Regions from separate parts of the Sus scrofa genome. Here region 1 is linked to region 2. Evidence: chromatin contacts called from public HiChIP or PLAC-seq data. All regions are on one chromosome and are shown on one strand. Each heading gives the region's core, a stretch centred on a gene start, on an enhancer-like site or on the middle of the called end of the contact. The rest is flanking DNA. Distances are from core to core; before and after follow the strand shown. Region 1 has its middle 18 kb from the start of KLHL24. Region 2 overlaps KLHL6 (kelch-like protein 6).

Region 1 (2,700 bases), core at 156-2,655, 110 kb before region 2:
TAAAGCAGATTGCCCTTCCCAGAGTGGATGAGTTTCATCCAATTGATTGAACACCTGAATGGAGCAAAAATGTGGAATAAGAGAGAATTCTCTCTTGCCTAATTGTCTTCAGGCTGGGACATTATCATTCTGCCACTGGGTCAGACTTGGACTGTATTCCATTCATTGGTTTTCCTTGCTCTCTGGCTCACCAACTGCAGATCTTGGGGCTTCTCAGCCTCCATAACTGTGTGAGCACTTTCCTCATAATAAATCCCATTTCTTCTGTTTCTGGGGAACCCAGACCATTACAAAGGGAAAGAAATCTAGTTTTATTTGGTCCGTCCCTCCTAACTGCAGTCATAGAAGTCCTCTGTTGATTAAGCCCAACCTATTTTCCCTTTCAGAGCCTAACAGGAGGCAGGGAAGAGCTCCAGCAGCTAGTGGGCTTGTAATCAGTTTATAGGCCCTCTTCCCATTGAGGACTGACTGATACCCTGTAGTTACCATCCAAAGTCCATCCCATTTGCCTCAGGTCATGGCTAAGCCAAGATGCCGGGTCAGGTCCTCTTACCTCTTTTTTTTTTTTAAGGGCCACACTTGAGGCATATGGAGGTTCCCAGGATAGGGCTCAAATCAGAGCTGCAGCTGCTGGCCTATGCCACAGCCACAGCAATGCCAGATCTCAACCTTGTCTGCAACCTACACCACAGCTTACAGCGATGTCAGCTCCTTAACCCACTGGGGGAGGCCAGAGATCAAACCTGAGTCCTTACGGATGCTATTTAGATCCATTTCCACTGAGCCATGATGGGAATTCCGGGTCCTCTTACTTCTGCTCACAGCACTTTGCAAATTACTTGTCAAAGCGTCTGAGACAGTACCTGAGACAGACATGGCCCTTCTATAGGGTAACTGCCTTCACATCCCTGGGATGCCAACCTGGCTTGGACTTGGGAGCCCAGGAAGGGAATCAAGGTCACCTGAATTTTCAAGACAGGAGCTTGATTACAAACCATTAGTGGATTCAGACTAACAAGGCTATCCACAAGATGAGGATACAGAGGCCTGAATTATTGGTCAGGGCACCTCAAATTGCACAGGAGTGAAATTTGCCCTAAAATGTAAGGTGAATTTGCAGCTTAGAGAGGGGTAAAGTGTAAAGCCATGTGGAGAAGAAAGCCAAACAGTGTTGCTAGAGACCTTTCTCTGCTTGTTTTGAAATTTTTGGGAGGGGGGCGGGTATTCTTTTTAGGGCCACACCCAAAGCATATGGAGGTTCCCAGGCTAGGGGTCCAATCGGAGCCACAGTCACTGGCCTACGCCAGAGCTACAGCAACTTGGGATCTGAGCCATGTCTGCAACCTACACCACAGCTCACAGCAGCGCCAGATCCCTGACCCACTGATCGAGGCCAGGGATTGAATCTGCGTCTTCCTGGATGCTAGTCAGATTTATTACTGCTGAGCCACGACGGGAACTCCAGAATCAGTGAACTTCTATTTGGGACAACATTTAATAGTAACAACCAAGCTTTATGGGAGAAGAAGAGCAGTGGCAAGTGCAGACAAAGAGGTAGAAACAGCAAAAATGGAGCCCTGGAACCATCCGAGCTAGTTTCTCTGCTGTTAATGTAGCCGGGAGCTACTCAAACTCTTGCTGATGTCACCACCAGAAATAAAATCTGACTCCTCCTTTGCACTGCTACCTTCATGAACAAAATGACAGGACTGAGAGCTGGTATGAGGGTGCTGGCTGGCTGGGTGGCTGGCCGGGAGCTGGGAGTCAGGGGCTTGGCAAAAGCCCAGGGCTGGGTCACCAACAGGCTTAGACAGGAACCCGGTGAGCTGTGGACATAAAGAGTTGTGAGATCAGTAAACAACCAGAGGGAAGCCGGCTCTCTGGTTTACACAGAGATTCTGAACCAGAGGAGGGAATAAGGCAGAAACGGAGCCTGGAGTGCTGAGACAGCACCAGGAAATTTCCAAATTTCCCTGAGAGGAGGTCACAGCCCTCTTCAGATGTTTTTTTAAAAAAGAAATTGAATTAATTTTGATTGATCAGGGATGGCTCAGGTTTTTAAATTTTAATTTGAAGTTAATGAGATTTTATAGGCAGCTGCACTCACAGGATGGTCTTTCAAGGCCTTCAGGAACCAGACCTCTCAGGGAAGCCCAATAAGCAACCTGCATCCTCACGTCTCCAGAGGCCTGGGACAGATGGCAGGCTGTGCCTTTGGGCAGAGGGGATTCAGTTGAACAGCAGGGAGCATCTTTGGATTTTTCAGGACCTGGCCTCCCTTGTGGGATAGGAACAAAGAGTGGAATTATAGAAAATACAGAAGACAGTATGGAGAAATGGAATAAGCCACCCACCAGTCCAGTCTTCAGAGGCAATCCTCCTGCTTCTGCCTCTGTGGAGTGGGCATAATTACCATTGTGGATTGTTATATTAGATGAGGGGGAAGTTATTTTCACATTTAGGTGTGTTTCTTATTCTTTTTAAGCTTTTAAAAATTGGAATCACCATGTATATATAATTTCTACCGCATTTTTCCTGTTCACAAATATCCTAACTATTCTCATGGTCACAAATATACTGTGTGTGTGTGTGTGTGTGTGTGTGTGTGTGTGTGTGTGTGTGTGTGTTGCAATAAAATTACCTACAAAGCAGATGATGGGTCGGGTTTCATCCACGGGCTGCAGCTGGCTGACTCTGTGC
Region 2 (2,700 bases), core at 90-2,589:
TTAAAGAAAGGTATCTGTCAGTGTAGGTATATGGCTACTCTCTGGTCTCTCTGTTCCCACTGAGAACATTTTTGGTGTCACTGAGCTTCCCTCCTCATAGGAGCCATCATTTTAGCATTGCTGATCAGGTCAGAGAAATGACTTCCCTTCAGGTGGGGAAGTTCTGTGTGGCTACCTGTCCTATCCTGGCCAGAACCCCAGGTGTAGAGGGGAGGCTTGATCCTGTCTTGGTCTGTATGTCTTGCCCGAGAAACTCTGTCTCCTCAGATACCATCTGTCCTTGTCTTCTCCACACTGGGCACACAGGGATCTCTTGACTAAACTGTTTATTGAACCAAACAGAGTCATTTGACAGTATTTAGAAGTCGGCCCTTATTTATTTGCCTATTAATGATGAACCATTTACATGTCTGCATGAAATACTTCAGCAGTACAACCTCATGTGTAGATTATACACAGGAAAAGGCAAACCACTGCTAATCAATGGATATAAAGTTTCAGTTATGCAAAATGAACCAGCTCTGGAGATAAAACAGCATTGTGCCTATAGATAACAATACTGCATTTTACACTTAAAAATTTGTTGAGGGTAGATCTCATGTTACACACACACACACACACACACGCACACACACACTCAGGTAAGGTGACCTCACTTTCTATATTCTCAGATTAGTCCCAATTTCAAATTTTTCTTTCTTCTTATCAGATTATATGTCAAACCATGGTCCAGCTTTGGGAAGTGTTAAGCATCATCAAACGCACAAGCAAAGGTAGCCACATCATTATGGCATCCAGCCAAGATCTGTTAACTTGAAAAGAACTTTATAGGGAGCCCTTAATATTTATGGGGTGTACCCAAGATCTCAGTTTATCAAGTCCCATCACAAAGTTGCTCCATGACCCAAGAGAGTCATGTCAATCACTCTTGAAAGTCCCCTTTAGTGCCCTAGGGTTCACAGGGTGAAAGTACAAGTCTGGCTTAATCCCCAAATCTGTATATTGCCCCAGAATGGGAGTGTCTGCTTACCCATAGCCACCAGAAACCCTTATAAGCACCCAGGATAATACCTAGCACATAGTAGGCACTCAGTAAGTATTTTTTTTTTGAATGAAGGAACATATGAATATGGCTGAGAATGCATTCTCCTCCAATATTGTCTGGTTTCATCTGTATAAACACTTGTTCCTGTCTCTACTTCTCTTTCCCTGAGAGCTGGACTCTGGGAGAAATAGGCTGAAAGCCTCCGGAGCGTGGAGGGAGGGTGGGAAATGTGTGCTATGATCCTCTCTCTGTCTCAAGGGGAGTCAAGCCCACAGGCCTTGTGACTTCAGGCAAAGGATGCCCAGGCTTGTGTCCCCTGGCTCCTAGCCTGTGTCCTCTGAGCCACTGCAGCAATCTGGGCACTGTGACTGACAGCTTCTCCTGGTGCCCTGTGCCTCTGCAGGCCGCGCCTCTCCTTGTCCACGTCAGTTCCTTCGCAGCCACCAGCCATAAGAAGAAGCTCTATGTGATTGGGGGAGGGCCCAATGGGAAACTGGCCACAGACAAGACTCAGTGTTATGACCCTTCAACTAATAAGTGGAATTTAAAGTCGGCCATGCCAGTAGAGGCTAAATGCATCAATGCAGTGAGTTTCCGGGACCGTATCTATGTGGTTGGTAAGTGAGCAAATGGCTTCTTATTTAACCAAGGTCCGCCACCCATGCAGCTATGCCTGGAGATCACACAAGGCCCTCCTGAGAAGGCTCCAATTCCTAGGTGATGTGGGTGGGGCTGAGAAAGAAGAGAAGATGAGGACTGGTGGAATTTACCTTGCAGTCCTGGAGACAGGAACAGCCCACATTTAGGAGACACACAAAGCAGATGGATGATGGGGCCCAGGGGAGAAGCCAGAAGTTGATATGGGAACAAAGAGTGTTGTAAGTCTTAGCAATGCCCAGAAATTGAAATGGGCACAGTATAAGTGTCCAATAAATGGTAGCTATGATTATGTCTTATTTTGTGTTCATGGGAATTTTATTCTCCACACTTGCTTTGGAGCCTCCGAAAGGTTGCATTTAGTTGGAAGGAAAGCCTGAATAGCCAGGCCGCAGTTGGCATGTTATTGTTCAGGATGATGGATCTCAACCCTGACTAGTCATTGGAATGATCTGTGGAGCTTTTTACAAAAATATGGGTAGCTGGGGTGTGTCCAGACCAATAATATCAGAGAAAAAGAAGGATGCTTTTAATGTGCAGCCAGGATTAAGAATATACAATATTCAGCAAATAAGAACTAATCGGAGAAGACTTCCTGGATGTAAAGTATGGGAACAGATTAAAGCAAAGCTCCTTCTCTCCCTTGCTTCAGGTTTCCTTTGTCTTTATGGTCCGTGTAATGACTGTGCTTCAGAGGTCTAATCTCAAGATGGGTCACTTGGACTGGTGTCCCAGGTCATGCCTAGTTTACAAAGAGGTGCTACCACCTCTAGTCACTGCCATGTATATCAATACAATGCAAGACTTCTATGTACCAGGCCTTCTGCCAGGGGCTTTTTGTGCATGGGTCTTATGATTTCTTATAACCTCCATGGTCTCGGTGCTCATGGTTACAGATCAAAAAGTGGCAGAGCTGGGATTATGAACTGGGCTTACCTGATACACCAGGTGGTATTTCTTCCAGGGAGCAGTCTTAGGGTATATTTTTGGCAGCCATG

What was found. HiChIP or PLAC-seq counts read pairs in DNA pulled down with a chosen protein or histone mark.
Region 1: a contact with region 2 is called in an H3K27ac HiChIP or PLAC-seq map of skeletal muscle, with 2.1 times the contacts expected there. The contact joins two enhancer-like sites. A contact is called at or near these places in 6 of 47 Hi-C or Micro-C datasets (blood, liver, psoas muscle and 1 more) and 1 of 2 datasets of contacts at active chromatin or transcription factors (skeletal muscle).

What each region holds. Positions count from the first base shown.
Region 1 is chr13:121,545,101-121,547,800 of Sscrofa11.1, reverse strand. No RefSeq gene overlaps it. Among named protein-coding and RNA genes, the nearest start is that of KLHL24, 18 kb to the left of the region's middle. Within about 2 kb of position 1,405, at least 7 of the 83 cell types and tissues checked have an H3K27ac peak or open chromatin away from gene starts, as enhancers often do. A contact at or near this core is called in skeletal muscle, where this site is marked.
Region 2 is chr13:121,431,195-121,433,894 of Sscrofa11.1, reverse strand. KLHL6 (kelch-like protein 6) reads left to right here. Exons shown (of 8, transcript XM_021069900.1): 7 at 1,449-1,662. Among named protein-coding and RNA genes, the nearest start is that of MCF2L2, 54 kb to the right of the region's middle. Within about 2 kb of position 1,339, at least 2 of the 83 cell types and tissues checked have an H3K27ac peak or open chromatin away from gene starts, as enhancers often do. A contact at or near this core is called in skeletal muscle, where this site is marked.